Linked DNA regions of Mus musculus: region 2 is linked to region 1. Evidence: chromatin contacts called from public HiChIP or PLAC-seq data. All regions are on one chromosome and are shown on one strand. The core of a region is the stretch at or near the end of the contact, and the rest is flanking DNA. Distances in the headings are between cores, read along the strand shown. Region 1 overlaps Grb2 (growth factor receptor bound protein 2). Region 2 overlaps Acox1 (acyl-Coenzyme A oxidase 1, palmitoyl).

What was found. HiChIP or PLAC-seq counts read pairs in DNA pulled down with a chosen protein or histone mark.
Region 2: a contact with region 1 is called in an H3K4me3 HiChIP or PLAC-seq map of bone marrow-derived macrophages, with 4 times the contacts expected there. The contact joins two enhancer-like sites.

What each region holds. Positions count from the first base shown.
Region 1 is chr11:115,652,146-115,654,801 of GRCm38.p6, forward strand. All of the region lies in intron 3 of Grb2 (growth factor receptor bound protein 2), which reads right to left. Among named protein-coding and RNA genes, the nearest start is that of Slc25a19, 25 kb to the left of the region's middle. Within about 2 kb of position 1,321, at least 39 of the 459 cell types and tissues checked have an H3K27ac peak or open chromatin away from gene starts, as enhancers often do. A contact at or near this core is called in bone marrow-derived macrophages, where this site is marked.
Region 2 is chr11:116,194,224-116,196,879 of GRCm38.p6, forward strand. The region is part of intron 2 of Acox1 (acyl-Coenzyme A oxidase 1, palmitoyl); the gene reads right to left. Among named protein-coding and RNA genes, the nearest start is that of Ten1, 3.3 kb to the right of the region's middle. Within about 2 kb of position 1,323, at least 44 of the 459 cell types and tissues checked have an H3K27ac peak or open chromatin away from gene starts, as enhancers often do. A contact at or near this core is called in bone marrow-derived macrophages, where this site is marked.

The DNA of each region.
Region 1 (2,656 bases), core at 71-2,570:
GCTCCCTCACCTCCACACTCACCAGGGAAGGGCAAATGTTCTCAGCACCCATCTTCCTCTCCCTTCCCCGATCACCAATCACATGCTTTATTTATTTATTTCAGGTATATGAGTACACTGTAGCTGTCTTCAGACACACCAGAAAAGGGAATTGGATACCATTGCAGATGGTTGTGAGCCACCATGTGGTTGCTGGGGTTTGAACTCAGGACCTCTGGAAGAGCAGTCGGTGCTCTCACCTGCTGAGCCATTTCTCCAGCCCAGTACATACTTTTTGTTTTGTTTTGTTTTTGTTTTTTCAAGACAGGGTTTCTCTGTGTAGCCCTAGATGTCCTGGAACTCACTTTGTAGACCAGGCTGGCCTCGAACTCAGAAATCCGCCTGCCTCTGCCTCCCGAGTGCTGGGATTAAAGGTGTGCGCCACCACGCCCGGCTCAGTACATACTTTTTAAACAATTACTCTTTTGAGAATTTCATATAATGCTTTCTGACCATATTCACCCTCTTTTCTTTAAAGCTATAAAGCAGTGGGTTTAAATTAAAGTAGCCTAAATGCACACTAAGGAAGAATAAAGAGCAGCACTTTCTCTCATGCCCCTGCCTTTCATCAGGAGTTGCTGGCTGCAGGCAGTGTGTGCATCTAGGCTTTCTTTATGGGCATCAACCCGACATTTGTGTGAGCCCCAGTGCTTTCTCATTCCCAACTTAAGAATCAACACAATTTTATTTTCAGCTTAAAATTTTAAAAATTTAATTTTAGATTTATACCTATAATTCTAGCACTGAGAAGGAAGAGGCAGGAGGATTACTGTAACTTCAAGGCCTGTCTGGGTTATATAGTGAAGCCATACTTCAAAAACTAAAATAGAACAAAAACATTAGTTTGTAAGCCATTTCACAGATCTGTGTCTGTGTGTATGCTCCAGGCTCACTAAGTATACAGTCTCGAGTTTCCAGCAGTGGGATGAACAGCAGATAGCATCCGGTCGTCGATACTCTTTCACAGGCTAGTTACAAACCTGATAAGCTTCTAAAACCTGGTCTGCAGTGCTAGAGGCAGATGCCAAGGCCTTGTGCACACTGGGCGAGTCCCTGAACACTGACTGAGCTATACTCAGAGCATGTCGGGTTTCTTTCAATGATGATAGTTATGTATGACTGCATGCCTACAGACAAATGTTCTGCTAATCTTTAAAAAAGACTGGATTGGTGTGTGCTGTCCTAAAAATAGCAATCAAGGAAGCCAAGAGTAGGAGATGTATTTTCCAATGCAGTATTTATAGTGTGTCACAGGCCCCTCCCACATGCACTTACTATGAAGCATATGTGTCATCTGCTGGGCACACAGCTCCCTGCAGCCCTGCAGCCGCTGCCACCATAGTGGGTCTTCATTGGACCCAAGTGTATCATTAGGGGGCTGGCAGTCTAGGGTAGGACTGCTCTCTTCCTCTCCAAACAAAGGGGGCAGGGGAGGGCTAACCTCTGGCACACTGCTTTGTGGTGCCACACTAAGCAACATGTACATTCTTAGACCACGTGGCAGTTCCAGGGTGGGAACTGAGCCTGTGAAATCACAGAAACAATCAGAAAAGCAGCCTTCACAGCAGTGTGACCTGGAGGAAGGCTCCTGAATGTTCAACTTCCTTCTGCAGAGTTTAGAGTGGGTGGGGATGGAGCCTACCGACCATCCTTCAGCCAGCTTCAAATAGCCCAGTCTACCGTGCTGAGCTTCCTGCTTAGCTACTTACCAAGGACCAGGAGGACCTGACCCCAGCCCCTCACCAAAGCCGCTTAAGTGCTCTAGCACTGAGCTAACACACCCAGGCCCGAACCTCAAGTGAAGGATCATAGGTTCGTGTACCCACCAACCCAAAACTTTATGTAAAGGGGAAACGGTGAAGCCTGAGCAGCAGTCAGGGAACCATGGCTTGTAGACTAAATGTACCCCATTTTTTAATGTTCCACAACTCAACTGTTCAATTTAAGGCTTCCCTTTTCTTTAATTTTTAAAAATTTATTATTGTATGTGCATACACATACTCACATGACATGAAACACTTGTGGATGTCAGGGGACAACTTCTGAGATTCAGTTCCCTCTTTCTACCCTCGGTTGGGGAATTGTACTTCAGTTATCAGGCCTGTCAGCCCCTAGGCTCTGACCCAGCATTTGTGGACTGCCAAGAGATGCAAGCACTCGGTACTGCACTGCCCTCCTCCTCTGCTCACTAGTGCACTGCCCTCCTCCTCTGCTCACTAGTGCACTGTCCTCCTCCTCTGCTCACTAGTGCACTGTCCTCCTCCTCTGCTCACTAGTGCACTGCCCTCCTCTGCTCCAGGGCTGGGAATCTAGGGCCTCATGAATCTGAGGTGAGCCTTCTACCATGAAACCACATCCCTTTACAGTCTTTCTTTATTTTTAAAAACTATTTTTCTTACGGTGCTGGGGCAGAATCCAGGGCTTTGTGCATGCTAGAGCACGCTCTGCTCTGATGGATCCCTAAAGCATACTCTGTAGGGGATTGTGGGATAGTCCAGAGTCTGACTTACTATTCATATTCAGTTCATGGGATGGGAGGGGGGGTAAAGAAAGAAGGGAAGAAAAAGAATAGAGCGGGTAAAGAGATGGCTAAGTGTTTAAGAACACTTAATGCTCT
Region 2 (2,656 bases), core at 73-2,572, 540 kb after region 1:
GAGACTCTCAACTGTTAAACGCACTGGCTGCTCTTCCAGAAGACCTAGCTTCAGCTCCTAGTACTCACAGGGTAGTTCACAACCTTTTATAACTCCACTGCCAGGGGATCCCACACTGCTTTTAACCCCCTCTGGCACCAGGCAAGACAGTAGAATATAAACAAACATGCATGCAAACATCTACTTTCATCAAATATTTTTTAAAAATCAATTTTATAAAAACAACACATTAAAAAAAAAAGAAAAAAAAAGATGACAAACCTCAAACAAAACATAAGAGACCCAGTCTTAATTAATGTTTTTGCAGAGAACCTGGGTTCAATTCCCAGGACCCACATGACAGCTCACAACTGTCCGTAACTCCAGTTCCAGAAGATCAGACACCCTCACACAGACATACATGCAGGCAAAGTACCAATGTGCATAGAATATAGATAAATAGATTTAAAAAATAAGAAGCCTTATCTGGAGGAGGAGGAGGAAGAGGAAGAAGAGGAGGAGGAAGAAGAAGCCGCAGCCGCAGCCGCAGCCGCAGCCGCAGTCGCAGCCGCAGCCACAGCTGGGCAGTGGTGATGCACACCTTCCAGGCAGATCTCCAAGTTTGTGGCCAGCCTGATCTACCTAGTCAGAGCTACACAGAAAAACCCAGTCTCAAAAAACAAAAGCAAACAGATGGGAGGGGGGTTAGTAATAAACACATAACAAAGATAACAGTGAATGCCCTAAATTCCTGGAAATTCCCCTGCCTCAGTAATTCTAGTCCTCGGCCCTCATTGAGCATGCCCACTGTACTTAACAATGAATGGTAAGGGTTTTTTTTTTCCCCCTAAATGCTTATTACTAGTTGAAAAGTAAGCCATCTCCAGCAAGTGACAGGAAACGGGGTAGGGGGCTGGAGAGATGGCTCACTGGTTAAGAACATGTATTGTTCTCTCAGAGGACCAGCGTTCAACCCCCAGTGCCCTCATCAGGCAGCTTGTAACTCCAGCTCCAAGGACTGCCCCATCCCTGGGCACATGCACACATACAGGCACACACACATGTACATGTAAATAAACAATAAAAATAAATAAAAAAAGATACTGGGCAAGAAAGAAGAATGGTTCGAGAAACAGGAGAGACTTGACAGCAGTCACTACCAAGACTAACCACCAGTCTGCTCCTTCAACTTAAACAGACTTCCCGTCACATCCCGGGAACACTTCCTGTTTCAAAGGGCACTGAAACTTATCGCTAGTATTTCATGTTTCCCATGAGGCATGGTCCACAGGAAGGACTTTGTTCTAGGTCTCTGTGACCTCACCTGAGTCTGGCTGCTTGTCGTGCAGTTACAAAGGTTATAAAATATGCTGTATCATCCACTCTACCAAACAACAGCACTCCTCCATGTTGCCCTGAGAAGGTATTGAATTTCAACAGCTTCTGTTTGTGAACCCAGCTCAGTCCGTTTGCTAACACTTCCCTCGGACTTACCCAAGTCCCATAGATTACAAGCTCTAGAAACAAAAGCAAGTATGTGGAGGTTGGCTAGTCTTCTGCTTTGCTACCAAAACTAACCACGAATAAGTAACTATAAATGTAGCTAGGACAGTCCTCAAACTGGATATACATAAGGATGACTCTGACCTGGCTCCACCTCCCATGTGCATAGATTACAAGCACAAGTAAACTAGTATTTCTGATTAGTAAGATCTACTGGAGTTCTGAGGAAGGCCTAAGGAGCAAAGCAAACCATTTCATTGTCACAGTAATGGGTGAATTAAGAAACAGACTCTGGCCGGGCCATGGTAGCACACGCCTTTAATCCCAGCACTCGGGAGGCAGAGGCAGGCAGATTTCTGAGTTCGAGGCCAGCCTGGTCTACAAAGTGAGTTCCAGGACAGCCAGGGCTATACAGAGAAACCCTGTCTCAAAAAATCTAAAAAAAAAAAAAAAAAAACCAGACTCTGAATGCATTGCATCTGTAACTCAAAGGAAAAAGAAGTAACCATTACCACATGAGGGCAGGACTTGTAATATTTATATTAGTTCTTGAAAACATATTCTTAATAACATTTAAGCTTTTCAAGCCAGCTAGGGTGGCTTACATCTGTAACCCCAGCAATAAAGAGGCTGGGGCAGAAAGAATATTTGGGGTTGGAGCCAGCCTGGACTACATAGTGACATAGAGATTAACCTATCTCAAAAGACAAAGCCAAACTTCAAAAGAAAACAGAAACAAAATTTTGTTGTTGTTGCTAAGGTGTCGCAGATTTCATCCAGGATCTGGAACATGCTAGGCAAAAGTGAGTGTTCTCCTGGTCTCAACTTTACAGATGGTTGTGAGCCACCATGTGGTTGCTAGGAATTGAACTTAGGACCTCGGGAAGAGCAGCCAGTGCTCTTAACAGATGACTGACCCCTGCTACTATTTATTTATTTATTTATTTATTTATTTATAAATGCTGGGGACTAAACCTAGTTAGCTGTGCATGGTAGGTAAGGGCTCTATACTGTCGAGGTGTATCTCCAGCCTCCCAGTTTTATCTTTATTAATGAACACGCTGACGAGTTCCTCTATTATGTAAAAACCCAACAGAAGTTTTAAAGGAAATAAAGGAGAAGCAGCAGAGCCACCGCAAGCAAAACACCTTGTGCGAGGATGACTTTGAGGCTA